Linked DNA regions of Oryctolagus cuniculus: region 2 is linked to region 1. Evidence: chromatin contacts called from public Hi-C data. All regions are on one chromosome and are shown on one strand. Each heading gives the region's core, a stretch centred on a gene start, on an enhancer-like site or on the middle of the called end of the contact. The rest is flanking DNA. Distances are from core to core; before and after follow the strand shown. Region 1 holds the start of MAP4K5 (mitogen-activated protein kinase kinase kinase kinase 5). Region 2 overlaps CDKL1 (cyclin dependent kinase like 1).

What was found. Hi-C and Micro-C count contacts between places; a contact is called where the count stands out from the background.
Region 2: a contact with region 1 is called in a Hi-C map of liver, with 4 times the contacts expected there. The contact joins the enhancer-like site here to the promoter of MAP4K5 in region 1. A contact is called at or near these places in 5 of 6 Hi-C or Micro-C datasets (ear pinna, liver, psoas muscle and 2 more).

Annotation. Positions count from the first base shown.
Region 1 is chr12:25,609,727-25,613,163 of mOryCun1.1, reverse strand. It overlaps MAP4K5 (mitogen-activated protein kinase kinase kinase kinase 5), which reads right to left and starts at 1,505. Exons shown (of 32, transcript XM_051822833.2): 1 at 1,366-1,505; 2 at 904-1,122. The coding sequence starts at 1,011. It overlaps ATL1 (atlastin GTPase 1), which reads left to right and starts at 1,747. Exons shown (of 15, transcript XM_017348282.3): 1 at 1,747-1,861.
Region 2 is chr12:25,801,798-25,805,234 of mOryCun1.1, reverse strand. CDKL1 (cyclin dependent kinase like 1) reads right to left here. Exons shown (of 10, transcript XM_051822825.2): 8 at 907-963. Among named protein-coding and RNA genes, the nearest start is that of L2HGDH, 20 kb to the left of the region's middle. Within about 2 kb of position 1,689, at least 5 of the 8 cell types and tissues checked have an H3K27ac peak or open chromatin away from gene starts, as enhancers often do. A contact at or near this core is called in ear pinna, where this site is marked.

The DNA of each region.
Region 1 (3,437 bases), core at 256-2,755:
CCTTAATACTCATGAGTTACATTAATGCTTCCTTTTTGGAACAGAGAACAAAAAGCCTAAGGCAATCTCCAACAATCTCTTTCCTCTGGATTCTTCAGGAACATAGTGTACTTGGGCAACTGGTTTGCTTTTCTACCACGTTTTTTAAATCCTAAATTAAGAGGAATTCGTTCTCATCATTTGTTTTAAATTAACAGAAAGCGCACTGGCTGGAGAGTGCACGCACACGCGTGAACACAGACACACACACAAACACAACCTGTAGATCTTATCCACTTGTGGTTATGGGATGTTATAAACCCCAAACAGAGAAAGTGCTAATGCAGGAAAAAACCCAGCAAGTTAATGGTAGGTTTTGAATCACCAACCAGACACAAACCATCAAACTTATGCCAGGAAAGCTTATCTTTTCTGCATGGAGTAATGTTTGTAAACACATCATTTTCACCCAACACTTGACTGCTTACAGCTAGAATTAAGAAACAGGTTTCACAGGACCATTAACAACAACAACAACAAAAAAACTTATATTGGCCAAGCTCATCCATTAATTTTTTTTTTGTAATGCCTGAACGTCAATATTCTCTGCTACTGTCTTCCAGGTTTTCCACACTGACACTAGAATATTCTACCGGACAACTCCATAGCTGATTCAAAGTCGCTTCAAAACCAGAAATAAACTTTTGAAAGTCTTTACACCACAAAAAAGGTTAAGAGTGGTTTGCGACGATGTGGTTAGCTCTGCTTGCTGGCGGCGCCGAGAACCAGCAAGGGATTCGAGGGTGCTCCGAACGCAGGGAGAGGGACCCTGGCCGCTTCCTCTCCAAGATGCAACAATAAGAGCATCCTCCCCCCGGCCGGAAAGCGGCCGGAGCCCGGCGGCCGCGGCCCGGCCTGCCTCACCTTATAGACGTCCCCGTACGTGCCGCTGCCGACTCTCTGGACGAGCTCGTAGTCCTGCTGCGGGTTTCGCCTCAGGATGTCCGCGGCAGGCCGCAGCGGGGCCTCCATCTTCGCTCCGGGCCCGGCTCCCGCCGGCTCTGCCCGCGGCGCGCCCCGATTCCCGCTAACGAGGGCGAGCGCCGCCGCTTCCCAACATGGAGCCTCCGCCCGCAGCTCCGCCTGCACGAGGGACGCGCGAAGGCGGGTCAGCGTCGCCGGCTGCGACCCCCACGCGGCCCCGCGCCCCCGTGGTCCAGCCCCTTTCCTTCCGTCCCGCCCGGGGCCCTGAGGAAGCGAGCCTGGAAGGGCTCCCGGCGCCTCGCGGCCCCGTTCGGGCCACAGCCCTTCCCCCACTCCCCGGCCGCCGGCGAACTGCCCGGCCCGGCCTCCCCCGCCCGCCGGAGCCCGGGGCCGGCTGGGTACCTGAGGGGGGCGGCCCCACTCTTTGTTGAGCGCCGAGCCGGGGTGCCCACTCCCTCAACGGCGCCCGCGTCCTGCTCCCCGGCCCCGGCGGCCGCTCCGGGTCTCTCGCCGCAGCCGTCGCCGCCCGCCCGCCCGCTCGCCCGCCCGCCCGCTCGCCCGCACCGCGCGCCCTCTCGGAGGCGGCCGAGGCGCGTACAGTCGCCGCCGCCGCCGCCGCCGCACCACGTTCCCCACCCGGGGCTGCGTCACCGGGAGACACGTTCCCGGCCAGCGTGGGTCGGCGCCCAGCGGCCCGCCCGAGCGCGCCGGCCGCGGGACCAGAGTGCCGCCCTGAGGCCGGCGGAGGACACGACACCCTCCCGGCCGCGCCGCCGCGCCCCCCTAGCCCGGCGCGTCCTTCCAGGGCCTAGCTCGCTCGCTCCTGCCGCCGGAGACCCGCACAGCACGGCACTCGGGGGCCGACGGGCCTCCGTTAAACCGTCCCCAGAATCGTCAGGTAAACCTGGGCGGTGACGGGTGCAGGGAGAAGGGTGGGCACGAGAGAGAGGGGGCAGGCAGCCCTCCACGTTCAACCCGGAAAAGGTACGTTGAGGGCACCGGGCCAGGGGTAACCTGGCGGTGGGGCGCCGGGGAGGGCCGAGTTAGCCGAGCCGCGGCACGCCCTACTGCACCTTCCTGTTTTGCAAAGCATTCCCAGTGGTGCCAGTTTGAGGTTGCACCGCACACCTGCACAACCTGTCTGGTGCTGAGCTTTTCTGAGCCGTTGCTAAAAGCCTGCCGCCCCAGGAGGCTGCGCCCGGCCCCCGTCACCCTTTTGGGCACAGCCCTGGGTTGTCGCATATCTCGTGGCTGCAGGAGTTCTGCAGGGGGGTGGGGGAGAGGGCTCCGACCAAGTCAGGGTCCACAGAGCCTGGTTCTGGTTCTCCCGCTTGGATGCCATCTGGGACAGGAGTTGGTGTTTGGCAACATCTGCAGTTTTGAAGAGGATAAGGTGTTTTCCATCTGACACCCTAGAAAGTGTTGGTACAGCACTTCGCAACGTCGTGAAGAGGGTTATCAACTGTGAGAGGTTAAAACTACTTGGCAGCGCGCAGAACATGGAATAGGCAGCCAGGGACGTCATTGGGCCGGTGTTTTCTCACAAGTTGTTTTTTGCAGTTTCGGTTCCAGTCTGGCTTGGGAGATAGAGATTCAGTTGCCAGCTTTCTGTATGCTGCAGAAGTTATTCCGTGAACCCAGCAGAGGTTTATAACAGAAGAGCCAGATAACAGGCAGCGCTCTTAGTGACCGGAAAATCGCCAAAGAGTAATTGCAGATGTTGGCACGTGGCGTTTAGCACCCACCTCAACCCTGTTCCTGGGAAGTAGGTGCCTGATTGTTGGTCGTTGAAACCAGTTGTATGATGTAGAAAGTAAATCAAGGCTTCTACAGGACAGGGGATACATGGATTTTCTTGGGCTTTGCACACAAAGGCAGTTATTTAGGGCACATAAGTAAGCCCAGACATAACATGCTCCATGGACAAAGCCCGTGTGTTTGCTGCATTGAAAAAATCGTTGAAGAACAGTTCTTTCTTTCAGAGCTTCTTGGCACTCGTTTTGGTGGGCACATATTCTGACTTCGATGACTCAAAAATCTCTTCAAATGTTCTGTTGGTGTCTTAGTACTTGTTTACTGTCATTGACTTCTTTTTTAAAAGAAAATCTGGCCTGATACGTTGATTCTTTCTCTAGTAAGAAATTCGTTTCTTCTTTCTTAGACCTGTATTAGTCCACAGAGAATCTGAGGCAGCACACAGAAAATTTAAACCGTAGGACAAAAAGTAAGTGAAGAAACTGCTCTGAAGTTAAAAAGAGGGAAGATAGGACATCTGAGCAAGGCAACAAATTGGCTGCAGCAGAGAATTTTTGTACTGTTTTGAGATCAGATGAGCCCGCTGATCAAGAGAGGCACATCGTTTCCTGATGTTAAGGCTGCGGAAAAAATAGAAGGAGAAACTCTGAATGCTCAGTTTGAGACAAGGTGAATACCCATCTGACAATCCTTTAAGCATGTTATTCTTGAAACACAAG
Region 2 (3,437 bases), core at 440-2,939, 190 kb before region 1:
GAGAAACACACCTGTCGTAATTTGAGTTACTTCCACAGTCACTCCTGACTACCCACATAGATTCCACACACATAATATATGCCCATACACATACATGCATACACACACGTGGTCCTTTGTGTGTACTTCGTAAAAAGCAGTGTTTCCATTAAAAAAAAAAAAAGAGTACTTCACATGTGGCACAAATAAAATTCAAATTGCAGAAGCAAGTCTCTGCCACTCTAGGTCTCCCATTCCTCCTCCTAGAATCAGTTACTCTGTGTGTGTGTGTCTGTGTGTGTGTGTACACACAGGCATGTCCTTCCAAAAACCCTCTATGCATCACAAGCATTTGAGTATGTGGGGAAGGAGCGGCCTAACATGCTGGCCTTTGAATTACATCATTTGTATCTGTTTTCTTTGCCTTTAAGTAGGCCATGAAACTTACTTTTTTTTTAATTATAAATGTATCAGTAGATAATTTTTGAAACATGTAGGACATCAATACCTTACACATCTTTTAATTAGTAATGTACCTCATTTTAAGTGAGGGTTGCATTCCTAAGAATGTATATGTAAAGCAAGATGTAAAATCAAAACACATTCAGCTGTACTGGGGCCTTGGCTATTTAAAAGGCTCCCATGGTTTGAAGAAGATCCCTTTATAAAACAAACACCAGCCCCCTAAAACTTCTATTCTGTGTAATTTAGATTCCAAAGGCAATTTTTGAACTTTATTCAAAGTGAGAAATGCTCACAGATGTCTTCATTGTAATAGAATGTGACCCACTTTAGAAGCTGAAAATAGACTTCAAAGGAGCAGAATTCTAAAAGAAACACTTCCTCTCTTGGAGACCTAAGTAATTAAGAGACCCCACTGAGGACCACTGCCTGGGCCTCCTGGTCTGCTCAAAGCAGTGATTTTACCTTTAAGAGTCCCAGGGCAGGATGAGATATGTTTGGAAATCTTAATTCAAGGGGTTCCTGTTGAAAAGCAAAACAAAACAAAACGGGGGGGTGGGGGGGGCTTTAAGTCACAACATGGAATCAAATTACATTTACCTCTACTGAAATTTCTTTTGAGCAGAAACATCTTCCTAACACCACCTCCACCCCCCCACCCCTCCCCCCACCTCCCCACCCCGCCCAGCTCTCCCTCTGTGCACTCCCCATGCCTGTTTCACAAGCTCCACCGCCCACCTGACAATTAGCTTTTCCAATACAGGTAGCAAATTCTAATACTAATGAAAAAAAAAAAAACAACACTGCTGCGAAATGGTTATTTCAGCTTTTTTCTGGCTCAGGTTAAATAACTTGTCTTTCCTAGAATAATTCCTGGCATTTATACTGACATTAGAAAAAGCAGGCCCTAATTACTGCATCTGACGTTTATATAGAGTTTCAACATAGCTTTCCCCGCACCCAGGTGAACAGATGCCCCTTGGTTTTCTGGAATAAGCTTCTGCGTCCTCCCACAAGAGCCTGACTTTGTCCTCACCAGCCTCCTGTTGCCAGAGGCCCTGAAGCCTCAAGTCCAACCTCGGCCCACGGAGGGCTGGCTGGCTGCAGGCACAGTCACGTGCTGCAGAGGGTCAGGACCAAGGCCAGGCGAAGCGGAGCCTGGCAGCGGGCACACAGGCCAGCGACACGGATGCACTTGGCCCTCTGCCACAGGCCATGTGAGGGGCGAGGCGGGACAGCAAGCGAAACCAGCGACCACAGAGCGCTGTGCACGCACAGCTGGTGGGGGAGGGTGTGACTGACAGGCTCTTCCCTGGGCACACAGTGGCAGTGCTGTGGTCACGTGGACGGCTACCAGCCTCCGGCCGAGTACACTCTTGTCACTGGTAAACGTAGGACAGAAGACTGCCAGTTTTTGGAGTTCCTTACGTGCAACAGGAGGAAAAACAATTCCTAAAGCACATCTACATTGGCCTCTGCCCAGCGCCAGCCCCTGCCCCCCTTCCTGTGCGCATGCCCAATCTGAGCCCCGCTGGGCCCTGCCGCTTCAGCAACTGTGGCGGTGACACCGCAGGACCCCTCGTGCCTGCTGAGCTGGATTCTCAGCCCCAGGAGTCAGGGCCTCCCGGTCAGGGTTACCGACTGCACAGAGGGCCCGGCCAGATGTCCACCAGCACAGCCCCCGCAGCACTCCTTCCTGTGTTTCTGTCAACAGGAAATCTGCTGCAGGACAACCTCTGGGACACCATGGGAAGCTTCCTACGTTCATGAATTCGGGGTTGTTTCTGAGGCATCGCGGTGGACAATCGAACCGGAAATCACTAAAGGATATTTAGTGCAGAACTGGGAATGTCCAGGTCAGGGGGGAGCCAGATGGGTCGCCTCCCACATGCCAGGTGTCATTCCTGTGTCTCTGTCCCTAATGCTGGCGCTGCAGGAGGGGACGAGGTGGGGAAGTGGAAGCAGTCACTGTGGGACAAACCAAGGGGCTGAAGGCACAGACAGGATGCAAGGACCAGGGCACATGGCACTGGTTCCTTTCAGTTTCAAAGTACCTCCTTCGGGAGAAAACCTGGATTTCACAAGCCTTGCTTTTACTCTGAGATGTCTTAAATGCAATGGTAATTTGTTTTGATTGAAAGAAAGAGAAACAGACTCTCACTAGTTCACCCCCTAGATGCCCACAGCAGCCAGGACTGAGCCAGGCTGAAGCCGGGAGCCAGGGACTCTGTCCAGATCTCCCATAGGGGTGGTGGTAGAGACGCAAGTACTTGAGTTACCACCTGCTGTCTCCCAGGATGTCCATGAGCAGGAAGCTAGAACCTGGGGCAGGACTTGAGCTTACAGCCAGGTACCCTGGTACGGGATGCAGATATCCCAACTAGCAAGGCCAGGCACCCACCCCAGAAATGCTTTTTATTTTGATACGGCATCGTTAGGAGACATTCAAACATTTTTTACAAACATGAAGAATGAAAAAGCAATCACTCCACAATCTCCACAATCCTATGAGGAGATACCTACCTGCTGTAAACAGTTGGAATCCTTGCAGTACCTTTTTTTGTACAAATATAAAAAGCTTTGCATGATATACCATCACATTATTTTGTATTTTTATATTTAAATATAGAAATTCATGTATTAAATATTTATTGCAATTAGATCAAATTATACATATTGTTCTAGAACCATTTTTTTTTTCATTTCATTCGTTGTAAACTTCTTTCTGGAAAATGAATGAATATAAAACTAGTCACTTTGGCTATGTGATATTTCTATTGTAATGACGTCACATAATAGACTTAATCCCCTCCTAAGGGAATGCACTAAAGGAAATGGCTTCTATTAAATACTGCCATAGCTCTGTGCCTTTGTCTAATGGTTTCATTGGGATAAACTGTTCACAGTGGGTTAAGGGTGTGAACATTTAACGTCTTCCAGGTTTAAAAATGAGTCTTTCCCCCGCTTTGGCCAAGGCGGGCGGTGCCAGAGTGCGG